Regions from separate parts of the Bombyx mori genome. Here region 2 is linked to region 1. A link is a contact called in public Hi-C data. All regions are on one chromosome and are shown on one strand. Each heading gives the region's core, a stretch centred on a gene start, on an enhancer-like site or on the middle of the called end of the contact. The rest is flanking DNA. Distances are from core to core; before and after follow the strand shown.

The links. A called contact is a pair of places that touch in the nucleus more often than the background predicts.
Region 2: a contact with region 1 is called in a Hi-C map of whole pupa, with 1.8 times the contacts expected there. The contact joins the promoter of LOC101744503 here to the enhancer-like site in region 1. A contact is called at or near these places in 3 of 7 Hi-C or Micro-C datasets (all in whole pupa).

The regions. Positions count from the first base shown.
Region 1 is chr14:9,398,695-9,402,010 of ASM3026992v2, reverse strand. The region is part of intron 5 of LOC101744503; the gene reads left to right. Among protein-coding and RNA genes, the nearest start is that of LOC101742537, 20 kb to the left of the region's middle. Within about 2 kb of position 1,805, at least 1 of the 8 cell types and tissues checked has open chromatin away from gene starts, as enhancers often do.
Region 2 is chr14:9,493,750-9,497,065 of ASM3026992v2, reverse strand. LOC101744503 reads left to right here and starts at 1,567. Exons shown (of 17, transcript XM_038015344.2): 1 at 1,567-2,204. The coding sequence starts at 2,012. All of the region lies in intron 1 of LOC101742537 (RIB43A-like with coiled-coils protein 2), which reads right to left.

The sequences.
Region 1 (3,316 bases), core at 556-3,055:
AAGCTTTACTAGAAAGAGTCCAAAAAAAGTTTTTGAAGTGAAACTTCCTTATCGGCGTTGGAAAAAAATTTACCGTCACATTTTTCGGTTACGCGTCACATTTTTCCGTTACGCGCCATCTTTTTTGTATTCATGTCTATGATAATAAAATCCTTTTGTTTAAACTTTATCTAATTTAACTTTTTTGTATTCATGTCTATGATAATAAAATCCTTTTGTTTAAACTTTATCTAATTTAACTTTATTTAACCAATTTCTAGAAAGTTGCATGTAGATCATTTTTCGAAAAATAAGGCCATAAAGAAGTTTCACTTCTTACGTGTGTACACTAGTACACGCACACATTTTTTTTTAAGTATCTTTTATACCATTGTCGTCGCTTTAACTCTCCAGAACCGACAGAATTTGTCTCTCTGGTCGATCGTAGGCTACTGAGGGATCAAATGTTTTTATATAAAATAATAAATAACGAGATTGATTCTAGCTATCTTCTTTCCCAAATAAATAAATAAAAAAACTAAGGGCGTATCGCGAGACTTATCTATGGCACTGGGGTGAATCGTCCGATCTTTTCCGATATTTTTTGTGTATTTTGCAAGTGTGCACCAAACGCTAATTTCTGACATGAAAGCATTCATTTTGGTCTGGAGGGCGGAACAGCCATTATATAATCAAATTTCGACCTCAAATTGCGGGGCAGCCGGCAACCACCTGTTTAGTGTACATAAACTTCAAGACTCTATACAAAAATAATTTCTTTCAAACTCTTTTATCTCCTAAGTCCGCTTTAAGGCCCTAATAATAAAATCTTGCATAATTTTCCTCAACGATTTATAGCATCTTAAAAGATTCATAACACTTGGGATATTACGCAGCGGCTTATAAATCAGTTAAATGACACGATTCCTAGAAGATATGGGTTTAGCTCAGATATTTCATGAACTAGTTCACGGCTGTAAAACAATGTGTATCACTTGACATAGTGTCTGTGTGCCAAGTTGACGAAAACAGCGGTGGTCTTATCTGAATCACCGTTTTTTTATGACTTATTTTTCTTGTTATTCAAAGGGAAGTCGCTCGATTAAGCAACGGAATGAATCTAATGGTTTTGATGTAAATTTTATTATGTAAAATGTGATATCACGCCAAAACATCTACTATTAATAGTAAACTATATATACAATGTTTCCCTCAAGCATAGACACAGTCCATTGAGTATCTTGCCGGATGTTCTCAGTGGGTCCGATCCGGTGGTTTCCGTGAAGCACTACTCTTGCTGGGGCTAGTGTTAGCAAATTCTCTCAGGTTGAACCCGTGAGCTCACCTACCGGTCCAGACGTAGCTGAAATAGCCCCTTAGGCTACCAGCGAATAGGTATGGAAACAAAACAACGACAACTCTGGTTAAACTACCACAACTTTGTCTCTAAGTTCGTATTCATCAATATCGGTCCTCACTCGGAATGGTAGGTTATTCGTTTTTTAATGCAATAAAATCTTTCCTTCACGTCTCAAATTTACCTACGGATCTTGGGCCAGGGTATAGCCGGCTCGTGTAAACAAAATATCGAACAAGATCAACATTAACCAAAGATTTCGATTGCTAAAAAACGTTATCCCGCAGATTGTTATGCTCGCAAACTAAAGTAGCGCTACCCAATCTATTTTGGAGCTCGTAAACATTACAGCTTTGTTTGAAACGCGAAATAAAACAACGGAAAAAAAACACGTTCTCACAATTACCGTTCTAGAGCTATGAGAATGTATAGTGAATTTTTGTTATCTGCAACGCGAGATGAACATTGTTTTTGCCTCTAATAATTTCGGTATCGGCTTACATTTCGAGTGGTGCTCTCACGGATCCAATGTTTGGCAAACATCCAATATTTTTATAGGTTGAACTTTAAATTGCGGATTCCGTACTTAATGGTAACTTAGTCTGGAAAGGCTATGGCCTACATTTATAAATTACGTTCAAGAATGAGATCGAGATTATAGACGGAAAACATCTTCAGTCTTCATTTCGTACGTATATAGATCAAATCTTTCAGATTGATCACGCGATATTATTTAAAATTATAAAATTAATATTTAAAATTCCCGTGAAATATCTGAATGGGAAGAAAAATGGGATGGAAATAATAAATGGGAACAATATCTCAATATCTCTAATACGGGCAGTCCGAAAATAATTTACTATAGCAAGTGTCTTGGCCTCTTGAGTGTAACTAAATTCTTATCATATATCATGACTCCGCTAATTTAAAGTTATTAGAATATGGATACCGCATGCTCCCTGTATATTTCTGATATCGCATGAAGTACACGCGAATGTATTCAGTCAATATATCAGTCGTCTAAGATCATACGAACAGTTAAAAGTATTTGAAAATCGATGAAGCACAATAATATCAATAGCCACTTATTTCTGAGGTCTGTCAACAACTCTTGTTCTATATTAGGTCATATAGAACGAGGTCAAGGTCAAACAAATTTTATCTTCTAATGCCGTCTCTCAGGTGCCACAAGCGGTATTAGGGAAGCGCAGTATTTTTGGAACGAAGTTCCTTTTGGGCCGATGTGAGGGGGTACCCTAACCGGCAAAAAAACGTCCGTAACGTAAGATTTTTGTTATTTATGTATAGTCTCAGTATGATGGCTATACAGTGTCTAATGATAGTCTACGTGATGACGGTAATTATTATTATTCATATAAATAGTTGTTTCTTTCTATATTATTATATATTTTTTATTGTGAATAAAATAAAGATGATAACTTTGTAAAGTATATTAGTTTTTTATTTATTTTTATCAATAAAAAAATCATAATAAAAAATGTATAGGTACCCGAATAATTATTTTGCTTTATACCTCGAATAGAACTTAAAATTTATATTTTTATAATAAGGTGTTACGTTCCTATCCGGTGTCTCACGAGACACCACACATCTTTTTTTAACGTAATTATTCATTAGTCACTTCCGTATTATCAGCGAGAGAATCCTTCCATTAGGCTGCGCAAGTCCACACAAAGTTCAAGGTTCATTCTTGTTCTATATTAACCTTAGTGCAGAGAGATCATTCAGGTCACGTATTTACGTCTGACATACAGGAAACGTGTGTGCGACATCCGCGTGTTAGCAGGGACTTAACACTACCTAGTTTTCTGTTCTATAAAACTGGTTTGTCTATCTTTTTATTGTGGTATTATGAACTTGTCGGAATTGGTACTGCTCTGCCTGTATCTACCTTGGAGCAGTTATACGTAATGCTACTTTCAAGTCGTGTTGATCGCTTCAATTAATAATAATAATAAT
Region 2 (3,316 bases), core at 318-2,817, 95 kb before region 1:
ATTTAAACGCGTGATATTTAAGACATCACATTGAGGAGTGCCATGCTATTTGATTTAAGCAACATTTCACTTAACACGCGACATTTATCATTGTAATTAATGGTGCGTTTTCTTTGTTATTAGCATCAACAGTTCGATGTTTTTAATTGAACTTCAATTAAGCTTACTCCATTCAAATAGCTATTTTTTTTTTGTTATGACATTCTTTCCAAATTTTAAACTTCAAGTTGTTCTCCTGTAAATTTGCAAAAATGTCGCTTATACCAAATAGCCAAATTTCACCCCTCGATTTATTTGTTTACCTTTTTCAATTCCCTCTTCGATTTGGTATTTGGCGTTACATTTAAAGATACACATCAATAATGGATAGTTGTAAAAGTGTCGTTACACGTCCTTACGGATCCATCAGATCCAATAACTCATGCATTAGACGCCTTCAGCTCTAACACTAGGAGCAGTCTTAGAGACCCCGGTAACCGTACTCGTCGAACTCGGCAAAGAGCTCGACGTGCAACCTAACCTAAACACCAGCCCGCTGAGTTTCTCGCCGGATCTTTTCAGCGGGTCGTGATTCCGATCCGGTAGTAGATTCATTCACGAAGCAGTTGCTCTTGAGTTGTTACGTCTTGTTCGGAGGCGCTCGGGCAGCTGTTAGCAAATCCCACCCCTCCTGGCTGAGCCTTTGCTCGCCCACCTGTCCTGGTGAAACTAGAAAGGCCTCCGGGCCACCAGTAATACATAAATCATAAAAAAGCCTTTAAACCAAATAGCCTTTTACCTGTATAATCTAACGTAGGCTTTGTATATTATTGTGATAGCTAGTGAGCACTTTTTATTGCTTAGACGAGTGGACCGGAGCTTGTAGGCATCTATAACGTAAATGCTGCCATCCATCTTGAGACATGAGTTCTAAAGCCTCAGTTTTCTAGTAAAACGGCTGCTTCAGCCTTCAAAACGAAACGTATTGCTTCACGGCACAAATAGGCAGGGTGGTGATACCCACCCGTGCGGACTCACAAGAGGTCACAAGGGGTGAAGCAGTAATGCGTTTCGGTTTGAAGGGTGGGGCAGCCGTTGTAACTATACTGAGACTTTAGAACTTATATCTTAAGGTAGGTGGCGCATTTACATCATAGATGTCTGTGGGCTTCAGTAACCACTTAACACAAGGTTGGCTGTGACCTCGTCCACCCATGTGAGCTATAAAAAAAAAACGACCTGTGCGGACTCACAAGACGTCTTATCACTAATAATTGCGCAAATTATAATTTGGCGGCTTTGATTTTTATTACATGATGTTTTCCCTTTATCATCAAGGTTAATCATGAATATATTATGCATACGTTAAGTACGTATTTCATTAGAAAAATTGGCACCTGCCTATAAGATTCGAACATCGCATTGCATTAAATAAATCTAATAACAACCGTAGTTGTTCCAGTCTAAAGGAAATGCAGTCACATAACAATTTCCATTGAAATCTCAAACAAAAATCGATTCGCCGCAACCACATGCGCATGACAAATTGAATAGAACTAAACATAGATTATACACTTAATATATTCCAGGAACTAAAGAAGTAAATAGGTTAGAACATTTCGCGTTTTAATCGTATACGTTTTTTTTATGTTGGCAACCTGAAAATGCGGGAAGGGCGCCGATGTGCGGTCTTACGGTCACGAACTTCAAGTCACCGGCTCGGCGTCCTGTTTGTATTCAATAATGTACCTACGTATTACTCGCTCTATGCCGCGGAGTGCGGAGCCACGCCGCTCGAACAAGGTTATCTCTCTCGGATTACTTCGTAGTTCAGATTCAGTCGTCGTCATTCGTTCGATTGCCGCGCGATACGTAGCACGTGCCCGTCACAACGTGATAAACGCGATAAACTAACGCACTATTTACGAAGAAACACTCGGTTGGTGAATTAGAAATTCAAAAAAAATAAAAACAAAAAAAAGCGTTCTGTGATTTCAGTGTACTATTTTTATTGCGCTGTGCTATGTGAATTATGACAAGTGTTTTGAAAAAGCCAAGAGGCACAAAAGGCAAATCGGAATCCATGCAAGAAGACTTACCCACAAGATGGGGGTCGATCTCCCGTGAGGAAAAATACGAAGACAAGGAGAAGTTGATCAGAGCCATCGACGACAATGTTATTGGCAAAGGCAATTCGTTTTGTGGGCCCTACGGAAGGAGGAAAGGTAAGATGAAAATTTTAAATATAATTTTAGCTATCTTTTTTTTCAAGGACCTTAATAAATCTGGCATGGCAACACTTTGTTTTCAACTCTAAATTATCTCTGAAAATGATGTTATGCAAAATTATTATGGAAAAAATACGGTTTTGTTTTTATGGATGTTTGAAGTTATAACAACATTAAAAGTTGTGATAACAAAAATGAGTGCAGGTGTCCTTATTCTTTTCACAATAATTTATTAATTTTATTTTGGTGCTGGGGTTTAATTTAGTAAACTTAGTTTTATTGTTACAAATGTATCTGCTTTTTTCGTGTAAAAAAATCTAGATGAAAAACGAACTTTTAAATGAATAAGTATTATACAATAACAATAATCAGTATCAGCAGCGAGAGATCCGACCTCATTACGCGCTCAAAAACAAGTAAGAAGTCCGTTACGTTTAAAAAAAAAAGGAATGTCAAACTCAAAAATGCGCCTGCGATTTTCCCCATTATCACTGTGCACGATTAGAGCTATGTAAGAAAAATAAAACAGACACGAAGCCACATGTTATTTTTGTTATTTAACACACATGCGTATCAACTCGTTAACTGTTCCAAACGATCAAGGTTAACATATTTAAATATTTTCGCAACGCGTTCGGCGGCCATTAATCTATTCTCGTGTGTCAGTGTGTTGATATAAAATGAGCATTTGTGTTTGTCCGGTTAAAAAGCGTTTTTAATTCGAGACGCGATTCTGAGATCTCTTGTTTGGTGATCATGGCTGTTGACCGGGCAATGATGGTATTGGATGTTGATTTGGGTATCTCGATTTCGTTGCGCCGTTTTGTGCGTTAGATTAGATTAGGAACTCGTGGCTTTGAATTATTAGAACAGACTGGTATAAATGATGAAAACGTAACCTTGTCTTTTATTTAAATTATAGATTCGATTATCCCAAGCCAAATGTTTGTTAAGACGGTTGATGTATGGCAAGCGGTCACCAAATATTTGCAGATGAATCTAAAACAAAAAGATTACAATAAAGATGTTTTACTGGTGGTAAAAAATCTTGTGAGTCCGCTGCCCCACTCTTCAAACCGAAACGCATTACTGCTTCACGGCAGAAATAA